Linked DNA regions of Mus musculus: region 2 is linked to region 1. A link is a contact called in public promoter capture Hi-C data. All regions are on one chromosome and are shown on one strand. Each heading gives the region's core, a stretch centred on a gene start, on an enhancer-like site or on the middle of the called end of the contact. The rest is flanking DNA. Distances are from core to core; before and after follow the strand shown.

Region 1 (3,794 bases), core at 285-2,784:
TCCAGGGACCAAAAGTTCAAGAGGGAACCTTGACTGCCCAGGCTCATCCTTAGATTCTCTGCAGTCAGAATATAATCCAAAGATCCCAGTCCTTTTGCCAATCAAACTCCCAACCTTACCTCTTGCCTGTGGTAAGAGGTGTTCAGAAAGCCATGGTAGCGTTGCCGCAGGGCCTGGCCCAGCTCCCAGTGCTGTAGCATCCCTTCCTGTGGGCAAACCTGAGAGTTAAAGTCCAAAGAGGAGCTGGGCATGGTGGCCTTTAATCCCAGCAGTCACTCTCTGAGTTCAAGGCCAGCCTGGTCTACAAAGTGAGTCCAGAACAGCCAGGGCTCTGTTACACAAGGAAACCCTGTCTTAAACCTCCCCCAAATCCCCAACCCCTGGGGAAAAAAAAAAAAAAAGTCCAAAGAGAGGGGATTAGCCACAAGTCCTATGTATGGCATTTAGGCATTCTTCCCTTGGCAAGAGGTGAATTTGATTCCAGAAGTGGCCAGTTGTAATGATACTGTCCCCTGCACAGAGTTGTTAAGAAATCTGGTCATAGCCAGAGATGTAGCTCACTGTGCTTAGCATAGACAAGGTTCTGGGTTTAATTTCCAAAACCACAAAAACAAAACAACAAAATAGACATCTGGTCCATCAGAACCCATGTGGGAAGCTAGTAGTTTAAGGAGCCCCAGTTTCTGTGCTCCAGATGTGATTCATTCCGTAGCATATCCCGAGACCTTGCAGGTTGGCTTTTGACCCACCTTGGTTAGCTGACCAAATCCCTGGGGCCATTTCTCTTCCTGATAGGGGTCCTTGGGATATGTCTTCACTGGTGACCGATCTCCATGTCGATACAGCTGAGCAAAGAAAATGGTGTGTCTATAGAATCAGAAGGGTCTTCTAGTTAAGGACAGGACCCACCTCTGCACATGCCAGGAAAGGAAATTTCACTCCATCTTTCTCTACTGAGCGATGAAAAAAGACCCCAGTTCGGGCGATGCAATGTAACCTGAGATAATAGGTAAAGCCCCAAAGCACAGGTAGAAGAGTAGTGAAAGCAACGCCTTCTGGGGGAGGAAGTGGGCAATGGGACTGGGAAAACAAAGATCAAAGTCGTCTTTATGGGTGACTTTCAACCTTTTAACTAAATTCCCATCCTAGGGAAGAATATCTCCTACTCGGTCGTCCTGCCCTAAAAAAAAAAAAAAAAAAAATAGCCTAGGGCTCCAAATCAATTCTTAATCCAGCCGCACAACCCACTATGGGCCAGCGGTTTCCTAAACCGGTTCTTTCTCCTCCTTGAGAAGTGAGACCCCGGCCCCAGAACACAAGCTCTGCCCCTCCCTCTACCAGCCGGCCTTTGCCCTTTCAGCTTTGGCGAACCCGTTGGTGACTCCGTCACCCATTACCAAGGTAACAAAGCGTAGACTCCGGGCCTGTATGGGTGGCATCACCGTTAGGCACATGCCAAGAAGGAACTGGAGAAGAGCCGCCTGGCTCCAACCAGTCTGTCTGCCGGCCATCACTGTTGTAGGCTGTGTAGCAAGAGGCCGGAACGCCTTGGGCGGTACCTGCTGCAGCCGCCCGGATGCATTCGTAAGGACACTTGCCGGAAGTGCAGCCTTCGCCATCTTTCTTTGGGTTGCGGGAGACCGGGAATGAGAAAGTCTGGTGGGAGAAGGCGGAATTTGGGAGGGAATGCAAATGGAGAAGGTTTGCGATTGGCGGTGATGAACGAGGGTGGGACTGTTGCGCGACCTTCCGGGCAGAAAAGGCTTAAACACCTCGCTTTTGTAGAGGCGCTAGGTCAGGCTTACCCCTTCTTCTACAAAGCTGGTGCTTGCCCTGGTTGGGGTCTGGGCCTGGAGAGCGAGTGCCTGCTTTGAGGAATGCTTCTGAAAATGATCCCAGAGCCTCGGCTGGTGCAAAACTGGGGCAAGGTGTGGGGAAGTACAGAGCCTAACTTTCTGCTCTTGGGTGTGTAGTTTAGTGTAAGCCTTGGCTTAGACACTGTTCCGATAAGCGGGCTTGTTTGAGATGTAGGGTACTGCATGTAACCAGCCCTTTGGACTCCCTGTGTCCTTGAGGTAGATCCAGTCTAGTCTGCCATTCATGTCCTGAACAAACCTTCGTACTCCCCAGTTTTTTTCAGCTCTTTTCTTGTGCTTACCGATTTCTAAATTAAATTAGACTCAAACGTCATGTTTGAGGAGGAGTTGGATTGCATAGGATGTTCCGATTTCCCAAACCCACTACATTGAATTCTTATGGGAGGAATCTCAGAAAACTACATCAGTTTTGATGCAGGCATATAACTGGAATTGCCACAGAATCAGAGTTCCTCCAGACATTAGCCTTTAGGATTTGGAGGCAGGCAGCCAGTTGGGTGTCTGGATGTTGTGATTCCAAACCTTAGAGTGACACACAGTTGCAGATGAGATCTTGGGCCCTTGATATGCTTTAATGCAAATCTGATCAGAATTGATACTGTCCCAGGACTCCAAATAAAATTATGTACCTTACTGCCTAAACTTTACTTTCGATGTCACCTTGAGAAAGACTTGGGGAGAATAAGAAGGCTTCAAAACTAAATAGTTTTAAACTTAAAAACAAACAAATCTATGTGGTGCATGCCTTTACTTCCAGCACTTGGAGAGGGGGGTAGATGTCTGAGTTGTATGTAGGCCAGCCTGGTCTATAGAGCAAGTTCCAGGACAGCCAGCGATACATGGAGAAATACTGTCTGGAAAAAACAATGATGAAACAAAATATTTTCTATGTATGGGTGTTTTGCTTGCATGTATATCTGTGAACCATGTATATACAGTGTCCTTGGAGGCAAAAAGGCAGCATAGGATCCCCTGTAGACTTTAAGCAGCTGTGTGGGTGCTGGGAATAGAACCTGAGCCCTCCTCTGAAGGAGTTGCCAATACTTCTAGCTGCTTAGCCTGCAGCCTCAGTTCTTTTTTTTTTTTTCTTTCTTTTAGATTTACTTATTATTATAAGTACACTGTAGCTGTCTTCAGACACACCAGAAGAGGGCGTCAGATCTCATTATGGGTGGTTGTGAGCCACCATGTGATTGCTGGGATTTGAACTCAAGACCTTCGGAAGAGCAGTCAGTGCTCTTACCCACTGAGCCATTTCACCAGCCCCTCAGCCTCAGTTCTTAATTTTCTTTTCTCTTTTCTCTCTTATTATTTTGATTTTTGAGACAGGGTTGCTCTGTGTAGCTCTGGCTGTCTTGGAACTCTGTGGACCAGGCTGGGTGTTGGGATTAAAGGCATGCACCACCTTGCCTGGCTATTTCTTAACTGTTTAAATCACAGGTTTCCTATAAATCACATGAAAAATTAGCCCTCTCTCCAAAAAAAATGTGTCTACACATGAACACAGAATATAGTTTTGCATATAATGTCAAGTGATTCACAAAGATCCTCCATCAACTTATAAGGTTAGGAAACCAACCCAGAGAAAAGTAGTTTGCCTAAGCGTATACAGTTTAGAGAGTGGATTGAAATTCATTTGCTTATTTTTGTTGTTGTTTGTCTTTTGAAACAGGGTCTTATATAGCCCAGGCTGGCCTCCCACTTCTGATCCTCTTATTACCACGTGCTGAGCTCTGGAATTACAAGTGCGTTCTGCCCAACTCAGCAGTTTTCTTCTCAACCTCCCTCTCTTCTTTCAGACAGGATTAGGGTTTTGCTGTGTAGCCAAGGCTAGCTTTGAACTTATTACTGCCTCACTTCTGAAATGTACAAAGTATATATTACCACACCTAGTTTGAAATTGAAATTTTCTGATTT
Region 2 (3,529 bases), core at 395-2,894, 240 kb before region 1:
CTTATAATCTCAGCAATCCAGAGATGGAGGCAGGGGGATCAGAAGTTCAAGGTCATCTTTGGCAACCTAGTGAGTTTCAGGCCAGCCTGAGATATGTAAGACTCTATCTCAATTTTTAAAATTTTATTATTACTCTATTTACATTACAATAATAATAAGCCCAATATGAAAAATCATTAAATTTCTATACCCTCAAGCTGCATGGAGGAGGGGTAGAGGAAGGAGAAGTTAATTATTTTTAACAAAACTTGCAGGACTTCATATCAACAACTACCAACCTGGAAAATTCATTACCTCAGAACACCAAACACTGTCCCTTGTGTGGCTCTGTCCCTTTCTCCTTACCACATCCAAATTCAGAGTGACTCACAGGAGCCTAGAATTGAGACATATATACAAATTTAAGGGAAAGGGAGAATTACAAGGTCTGAGTAGCTCCTTTGGGGAGACTAAGAATAGGCCCCTCAGAACATAAGAGAAGAGCCTCCTCTTTACTTACTCCAGTGTAGGTGGTCTGTGGGATTCCCAGTCACTCCTTTGATGACATCAATTTCGTTTTCTTTCTTTGTCACAAAACCTCTCCTCTTTCGAAAACTTCTCCTTGTTGAAGGGGCAGGGACTTACTTCAAAACAAAACAAAACAAAACAAAACAAAACAAAAGTGAGGATCGAGTGGCTTTTTCTGCTAGGTTTGGACTGTGACACTGTACAGATCTCTTTCCTGTTCTTGCACAGAGAGAGGAGATAAGAAAATCTGGTTATTTGAAAAGAAAGGAATAGTCTTTCTTCTTCAGAAAGGATAGAGCTGAGGATATGTAATAAATGCTCTAGTTTCTGACCCATTTCCTTTGAGAAATGAAGTGACTTTGTAGGAAAAAGGAAAGGCACTTGGACAAGATGTCAAATAATAGGAAGTAGAAGCAGTCTCAAACGGCTAAAGGGAATTTGAGAGGAATGGTCATTAACTTACAGAGGACTTGATGAGTAGTTTTAAAAATTGCATTTTACCGGGTGTAGGGGCACACACCTTTAAAACATTAAAACCTCTGAGAGCTGCAGGCTCAGGCAGATCTCTTAAATTCAAGGCTATCCTGGTCTACACATCAAGTTCTAAGCCCGACTGGGCAATACAGTGAGACCCTGTCGAGATATATATTTGGGGCAGGGGATTTGTGGAGGTCAGAGGACAACTTGGAGGAGTTGGTAGGCTGTTTTCACCACATGGGGTCCCTTGGATTGCTCAGTGGCCCTTAGTAGTATCTCTATGCTAAAGACGTATCCCCGACCTCCAGAAGCTGCCAAGATACAAAGAACATTTTGTACCAACTTGAAAGAGTAAATCCTAAAAGTGATTAATAATAGATAATGAGATCTCAGTGTTAGGCGAGGCCATACATGATCATTATTGTTAGAATAAACAGAAACTATGAAATCCAGAAATTGCAGATATGAGCCACTGATAGTAATTCTTCAGCATCACAAAATACGACACATTCAGAGAATTTAATTCACAGATTCTAAAACCAAATCCCAAAAATAGGAGTTAAAGAAAATCAGACTCTAAGTGACTGCTTCCGGAACTTGTGTGATAGGCTCTACGTTGCCAGTCGGAGACTGTTTACGTGACACCCTCTCAGCCTTCTAGTTCTCCTCTGGCCGCCTGGGTGCCATGGCAACAGAGACAGGCTGTAACCTGGGTTCCGGAAGAAGAAAGCTGGAGCGTGGAAACTACCCGGTCAAAGGATGCTGAGTCCCGAGCGCCTAGCTCTACCGGACTACGAGTATCTGGGTAGGGGCTTTTTTCAGCGTCGGGAAAAGAAAGGAGTAATGTGTTAGGGGAAGGAGTGGGTAGGAGACAGGGGCGGAGCCTGAACGGTAGCGGGTCTGGATGGGACGGGAGGACAGAAAGAAGGGGTTCTAGGGCCTGAGCCTGAATGTAGGGCCAAACCTGGATGAAAAATAACATTTATGGAGTAAAGAATGGCTGAATTATATGGACTGGCTCTCAGGCAATGAGGACTGCATTCTAAGTAACACAATTAAGAATCTGAGGCCCCAAACAAGGCTATTATTGATAGGTTTGTATTGACGCAAACTTGGCATCTGAAATGACTTCAGTCATTTTGTAAATAATAATTTTGCCTTCATAGTGCACGGTTATTTCGAGCTTTTCATTTTCATTAGGCATTCTGCACGAGGTAAGCATTTTGCATGCAGCATTATCATAGAAGGGATTGCTGTGTTTGCTACTTTACAGATGGAGACACTAAGGCTAAAGAGACAATTGCATAAGACCTCATACAGTTAGTATTAGGATCAGATTTTCCCCTTGCAGAACTTGACCTTACCCTTGAGCTAAGGCTGTGTGGTACTAAGTACTGTACTTTGCTAAGCACCCTGCAGTGAGTGTGTAACACATTTACTGTATACGTTTGTGTATACACTTATTTTTTTAAAACATTTTTTATGATATTTATTTTTTATTTATATAAGTACACTGCAGCTGTCTTCAGACACACATTAGAAGAGTGCATTGGATCCCATTACAGTTGGTTGTGAGCCACCATGTGGTTGCTAGAAATTGAACTCAGGACCTGTGGCAGAGCAGTCAGTGCTCTTAACCGCTGAGCCATCTCTCCAGACCTTGTGTATACACTTATATGCACACATACACATTTAAAAGTTCATAGCTTAAACATTTAGAGTAGTTTTAAACTTAAAGAGGACTGAGCTGATAGTAGAGTTTTTTCCCTCTGTATCTTCTATTTAGCTTCTATTATTAATTTCTTGTGTTAGTGTGGTACATTTCTTGCAACTGAATATTAGCTCAGTGTGATTACCAACAGCCTATAGTTTATATTAGGGTCCACTCTTTGTATTGTACAGTTTTCTGGACTTGGACAAATTCATATTCTCATATATCCACATTAAGATGTAAAACAATCTTTTCATGGTTAAAACTCCTCTGTGCATCCCCCATTCATTCACCCCTCTCCTTGCTCCTTTCCTTTCCATGACTGATCTTATTGACTTCTAAAGTTTTGCCCCTTTGAGAATAATGGGAATCATTCAGTGTATAAGCTCTTCAGATGGCCTCTTTCGTGTTTCAGTAGGTGTTTAGGTTCCCCCTTGTCGTTTTGTGTCTTGATACTCATTTCTTTACATGGATGAATAACATTTTATTATATGAATGTACCATACACATTTTAAAATAAAATACAACTCTGTATACATATTTTGTTTATGTTTTGAGAATTGATCTCACTATGTAGCCTTGGTTGGCCTTGAACTCACAGAGATCCTCCTGCCTCTGTCTACCCAGTGTTGGACTCAAAGGAGTGAGTTTCCAGACCTGGCAGATGGTTAAAATTTCTTGATCATTTGAAAAGTTGATTCAAAATTGTTTTTTAAATAAAAAGATATTTATCTTGGGGGATGGAGAGATAGCTTAGCAGTTAAGAGCTCTTGCTACTTTTCCAGAGGAACTGAGTTTGGGCTGTAGCACCTACCTACCTACCTGTGACTCCAG

What was found. Promoter capture Hi-C pulls out the DNA fragments that hold promoters and counts their contacts.
Region 2: a promoter capture Hi-C map of neural stem cells shows a contact between it and region 1. The contact joins the promoter of 1110051M20Rik here to the promoter of Acp2 in region 1. A contact is called at or near these places in 10 of 39 promoter capture datasets (cranial neural crest, embryonic stem cells, hematopoietic stem and progenitor cells and 3 more), 2 of 484 Hi-C or Micro-C datasets (CD4 T cells and embryonic stem cells), 7 of 115 datasets of contacts at active chromatin or transcription factors (the 230-238 cell line, bone marrow-derived macrophages and embryonic stem cells) and 3 of 9 other capture datasets (adipose tissue, macrophages and pancreatic islet).

What each region holds. Positions count from the first base shown.
Region 1 is chr2:91,200,652-91,204,445 of GRCm38.p6, reverse strand. It overlaps Acp2 (acid phosphatase 2, lysosomal), which reads right to left and starts at 1,534. Exons shown (of 11, transcript NM_007387.2): 1 at 1,398-1,534; 2 at 750-845; 3 at 120-206. The coding sequence starts at 1,511. It also overlaps a transcript of Nr1h3 not described here.
Region 2 is chr2:91,442,829-91,446,357 of GRCm38.p6, reverse strand. 1110051M20Rik (RIKEN cDNA 1110051M20 gene) reads left to right here and starts at 1,644. Exons shown (of 9, transcript NM_175123.5): 1 at 1,644-1,789. The coding sequence starts at 1,744.